Linked DNA regions of Hordeum vulgare: region 1 is linked to region 2. A link is a contact called in public Hi-C data. All regions are on one chromosome and are shown on one strand. Each heading gives the region's core, a stretch centred on a gene start, on an enhancer-like site or on the middle of the called end of the contact. The rest is flanking DNA. Distances are from core to core; before and after follow the strand shown. Region 1 holds the start of LOC123444073 (protein DEHYDRATION-INDUCED 19 homolog 3-like). Region 2 overlaps LOC123444072 (homeobox-DDT domain protein RLT2-like).

Region 1 (2,700 bases), core at 3-2,502, 540 kb after region 2:
GCCACAACTTTTATCCGCGCAGACTCGAACGGACGACCACAAACGAAATGGATCACCTCATTAGAGTTGCTCTTATATTTAGGAATGGAAGAAGTACTTGTTTATGGGAACCGTTTTCATCCGGTGCGTCGGCCGAATCGTTCGGCCGGTCGCGTGCGGGCTGCGCGCTCGCTCGCAGATGCTCGCTACTTTTTTCGTTAAATTTGCAGCAACCGTATGTTTTTTTAATACAAACGTTTTTTCATGCAGCTTTTTTTCGCATGTAAATTTATTGCAACCAGCGTCATATTTGCTGCATATACGTTTGGTTACAACTCGAGTTCTTCAAATTTTTCTTACAATCGATGTTTTTTACTTTTGCTACAACCGTGTTAATTTTTGCTACAACCGACATCATGTTTTGCTGTAACCGTTCACTAAAAAAGTTGCATACACGTCACGTAAATATTTTGCTACAACCGGCGTTTAACTTTTGCTACCACGCACCATCAGCTTCGTTTTTTTTTGCTACGATCACGTAGATATTTTTTTTGCTACAAATTTTGTTTTTTGTTGCAACCGTTGAAAAAATTGTTGCATCGCATCGAAATTTTGCTGCATGGGAAAAAAAATGTTGCATGCGGATCCAACGGTGCAGACAACCCGGGGTTGGTGGATCCTGCGGTTCGCGCGCGGCCGGCCGAAAGTTTGGGCCGGCGCGCCGGCGCAGATCAGTCCCCTTTGTTTATTTATTTTATAGGAAACAAAAGAAAAGGTGCATGTATTAAAAGCTCCGGCCTGCTGACAACAGTGCTTTCCATTCTTATCCTAGAGAGAAACGGTGCGCATTCCGCGTGACGGCGATTGACGCCAGCGACGAGCGCACGGCACCACAAATTCCTCCTCGTTTCCCCGCCCGCGCTCGGCCGGCCCCGCGTCCCCATCCTCCCTCCCTTCGCCAGCCCCCGGCCGCGTTCACCAGAAAAAAATACTAAAAAACAAACCCTCCCCCGCGGCTCCACCCTCCGCAACCAACCACGCAACGCGACACCTCTCCCTCCCCCTTCATCTCTTTTTACCCCGTGACGAACGAGCGAGCCCACCAGAACCCACCACCGCGACGCGGTTTCCCTCCCTCCCTCCCGCAGTTAACGTCGCGCACTCACCGCGGCCCAACCCACCACCGCCGGCCGGGACCCGGACGCCCCGTGCGCCCACTCGTCATCGCCCTACCACCATTCCGACCCCGACGCCACGGGGTAGCTGTCGGCCCGGCCGCTGCTGCTGACCGACCGGTACTACGCGACTCTGCTCTGCTACCCTGCACGAAAAGGCCCCGATTTCTCACCCATTTCCTCTCCTCCCCTCATAAGAAGAAGCTTCCTCGTCGCCTCCTCCTCCTCCTCCTCCTCCTCCGTCAACCGAAAAATCCATCCCCCTTTGAGGTCCTGGGTCACTGCCGCGCTAAGCAACACGGCCAACCGCAGCGCGAATCCCCCGAAGAAAAAGGCTTCGTTTCGGGAACCGCCGCCCGTCGTTGGTCTCTCGCTGTCGGAGTTCGGCGGCGGAGGGAGACGGAGCGACGGGTCTAGGTGGTGTAGCTGAGGAGGTGAGGACCGGCGGAAGCGGCTGGCTGAGTAAGCGGACCAAGAGGAGTTCCGGAAGAGGAATCCATTCCAATCATGGACTCGGAGCACTGGATCTCGCGCCTCGCCGCCGCCAAGCGCTTCTACGCCGCGCAGCTCGGCCACATCGACGGTGCGTGCGCCCTTCTCGTCTCACCTTGCCTCTTCGCCCTCCCCCCCTTCACTGGATTTACTTACTTAGCTTCATGTTACTGATTTCATGTTGGACTGGATGCAGATATGGCGGGGATGGGGATGGGGATGGGGATGGAGGAGGTGGACATGGACATGGAGGACGACGGGGAGATGGACATGGAGATGGAGATGCAGCTGGAGGAGGCAAGATGGCCGGAGGTCGCCTGCCCCTACTGCTACGAGGACTACGACCTCGGCTCCCTCTGCGTCCACCTCGAGGAGGACCACCCCTACGAGCCACACCCCGCGGTCAGTCAATCGCCACCGTGCCCGACCCTCATAGTTTCATCTTTGATGTGATGCACACAGCTCGTCTCATGATCCTTCTCCGATTAGAGCTGTACAAAATGCTCTGGCTTGAGGGTTGACCCAGCGGATTAACTCAGGATGTTAGCTCCTTTTACCTATTTTGATTGATTGATCGCAAGCTCGCTATGTTTTTACCCAAATCTCCTATGCTCTACTGATGAATGAGTGCTAACATGACCCAAGATGTAGGGTCACGTATTCATCTGTCCATTGTCAGTACGAAAGGTTGTATCTTGACACAGAAATCAAGAGGCTCACTCGCTTGCGTCAGATTGTAATTTAGCTAGCCTAAGGTTTCGGGTCAATTGCTAACTTCCATGGTCTGAAATTTCTTGTGTTCTCTACTTGAACTTGAAGGTCTACTCTTAGATACAGGGTCGATATCTGAACTTGAACTTGAAGGTCTACTCTTAGATACTGGAACTTGAACTTGTCATTGTCAAGGCGACCCCCTTGGTATTTGCTTGTCATTGTAGTACTTGAGCTATGCTCAGTGGGCATACAAGTATTCCCAAATATCAGGAGTTAAGACACAAGAGTAGTAATCCACCTATGGCGTGCCTGGTAGCTACTTGTGCTAGGGGAAAAGGAA
Region 2 (2,700 bases), core at 6-2,505:
AGAGGTCGAAGTCGAGGTGGAAGGATCCCAAGAGGTATTAGCAGCTCATCTAGGATTGAATATATATATGAGGACGCTGCATATGAGAAAGCCCCAAGAAAGAATGCACGTCGAGGACGTGGCCGTGGCCGTGGCCGTAGGCGCGGACGTCGAACAGTTAGGCCTCGGCAGCCATCATCTGAGGGCAGAGGCAGATCGATTCCAAAGGCTAATCTGTTGGGAAGCTTCAGCATGCTTAGCAATGTGAAGCCTTCTGCTGTTGAGGAGTCTCCACGAAGCTCAGGTGCAGAAGAGTGGGGCTTGGAGAGCAGAAGACCGTACATCCAAGGTGAAGGTGACGAGAACAGCTCTGGATCCGAATCAGATCAATCAGAAGACAATGAGGAAAATGGCCAGCCCATGGACGAAGAGTATGAGGAAGAGCAGGTTCCAGATTATTCGAGAGCCTATTCTGGTGGGCCAAGACCCCATGCACATGGCATGATGGATGATGAGACCGAGGATGATGATGAAGATGCTGAAGGGGACGGAGAGGGCGACGAGGAAGAATATGACGTGAACCAGGCTTCCGCTGATGTTGATGATGAGATGGACGAGGATGATGATATAGGTGACGATGGGGACGATGGAGTTGAGGTGAATGCAGATGAAGATGAAGGCGCAACCTCATACTCGTCAGACTACAGTGAATAAGAGCTCCTGTCTCCGGTGAACATTTTATGCAGGTAGTGAGTGATACTGGCGGACAATAATAAGACTCTGCCCCTTTTGGGGGCAAAGTGTGCTAGATGTGGAACGGAGAAGCTGTTGCTCGGTGGGTTGGTATATGTAGTAGTACAGCAGGCAGGTTTGTATTGTTTGTCCGGTGGCACACATGATGGCTGCCTCGACAATCGGCCAGTGTAAAAAGCGTGTGCCTTGTTAGTTTACTAATTCGTTGGAGCAATGCGATTCCCTATGTGTAAGTACAATGTGCCCAAGGCAGAGTATAATTTTATGGGCAGAGTCGCCTCTGTTCTGTTGCATAATACTATTTCTTCTGTTGGGTGCTGAACCTGGATTTTGTTGTCCATTTTCGTAGTGTGTTAATTAGCGCGGCTGGTCTCCGATCCGGATAACTTGGCACAAGTGGCTTTCGGAACTTCGATATTAAAAAATGTTTGTATTTTTTGCTCTCCCCAGGCAGGTGTAGCGGGTAGAGTGTGGTCCAGTGTTTGACATTTGGAGCATCTCTATCATTGACGCGGTTGGGCAATAAACTTATGGTACCGGGAAAGCCATAATCGATTGCTAACGACTATGTAGTCTCTCGCAGGTCAGGATTGACATGCCTGGCTCCTCCCATGATTGAGCATGTGTTAGCGTTAACAATGTCTAGTGTAGGCCTGGTTCATGATTAGTTTTGCACGATCGATACCGACCTCATCGTTTCTCTTGTCAGTTGTCACACTTAACACCTCTCCGTTTCTCTTGTCGCACCTAACACCTCCAGGCAAAACAAGAAAGATACACGTCAATAGAAAAAAAAGATACACGTCACGCAATCAAGCCTCCTGCCCCCCCCCCCCCCCCCCCCCCCCCCCCCCCCCCCCCCAAACTCACCCCACACACACACACAAATGAAACGCTGGAATTAAAAGCGCCAGAAACAAAGATGGCACTTAGAACCGGACAACGCATCCGTGTCTGACGGATGCAGGAAGTGGCAATGCGAAAGTATCTATATACATTTTAAATCAGGTTTCATCTAACCCGACGAATTTAATCTAACACGATGAAATTCATCAAAGTTTGGATAAAGATAGCATAAATCATCTATAAATAGCATGCAAATATGTCAAGTACAATAATGGTTCAAATTCGACTGGTTGTTCAACAAGTTTTTCATGGATAGATCAAATTCAACGAAACTAATTCCAGTTCGAGGATTCTGGCATATGTTGTCCCACATACTATTCCTTGAGCTTCATCTAACAATGCATTTGTGTGACTGGTCCAATGACCTGTAGTACATCACAGCAGCACGTGCATGCTACACAACATGTAGACCAACGATGAGCGAGTGAATGAATTAATCAATATGTAGAACAAGAAGAAGCAAAACTTACGATCTTCATGGTTGTCGTGCGCAGTGATCACATTGCCTCCACGCAATCAACCGGGCCACAATACTTTGTGATGAAGTTTTGAATGATGTACCATCGATACGCTAATGACTTCATATTGCGTTCATGGATGATGTGCATGGGGCGCAATGTGCTTCCGGCACATGAAACGAACCACACACGCCTTGCCAAAAGAGCCCCTTTCTGCTCCTGCCTATGAAGTCTGTAGATACGATCTGTAGATACGACCAACCACGTATCGCACAACAAATCATCCTTCATGGTCAAGTACTCGACCATCCTTCTTACTTTAAAAATAGACATGAAGTTCGAAAATAAGCTTAATGACATTTGAACGAACACCTGCCGGGCCCGACATGGACACCGTCGACAGGGGGCGGAGGGTACCTGGTTGTGGACGGATCCTGGGTGGACAACAGTGTAGTACAAGGCGAGTGGGTGCATGGGTGTTGGATGCGGGCATCCGACAATGCATGGATGGCGGCCGGGAAGGTAGAATGGCGGCGACGGAGGAAGAGGGAGCAGATGCAAAGCAAGGGTGAGCATGGGCGGAGTGGAAGAGAATGGGACCAAG

What was found. Hi-C and Micro-C count contacts between places; a contact is called where the count stands out from the background.
Region 1: a Hi-C map of leaf shows a contact between it and region 2, with 3 times the contacts expected there. The contact joins the promoter of LOC123444073 here to the enhancer-like site in region 2. A contact is called at or near these places in 4 of 6 Hi-C or Micro-C datasets (leaf and seedling) and 1 of 1 datasets of contacts at active chromatin or transcription factors (embryo).

Annotation. Positions count from the first base shown.
Region 1 is chr3H:424,220,443-424,223,142 of MorexV3_pseudomolecules_assembly, forward strand. LOC123444073 (protein DEHYDRATION-INDUCED 19 homolog 3-like) reads left to right here and starts at 1,253. Exons shown (of 5, transcript XM_045120682.1): 1 at 1,253-1,737; 2 at 1,843-2,048. The coding sequence starts at 1,662.
Region 2 is chr3H:423,676,841-423,679,540 of MorexV3_pseudomolecules_assembly, forward strand. It overlaps LOC123444072 (homeobox-DDT domain protein RLT2-like), which reads left to right. Exons shown (of 18, transcript XM_045120680.1): 18 at 1-1,028. The coding sequence ends at 693. Among protein-coding and RNA genes, the nearest start is that of LOC123444072, 22 kb to the left of the region's middle. Within about 2 kb of position 1,256, at least 2 of the 3 cell types and tissues checked have open chromatin away from gene starts, as enhancers often do. A contact at or near this core is called in leaf, where this site is marked.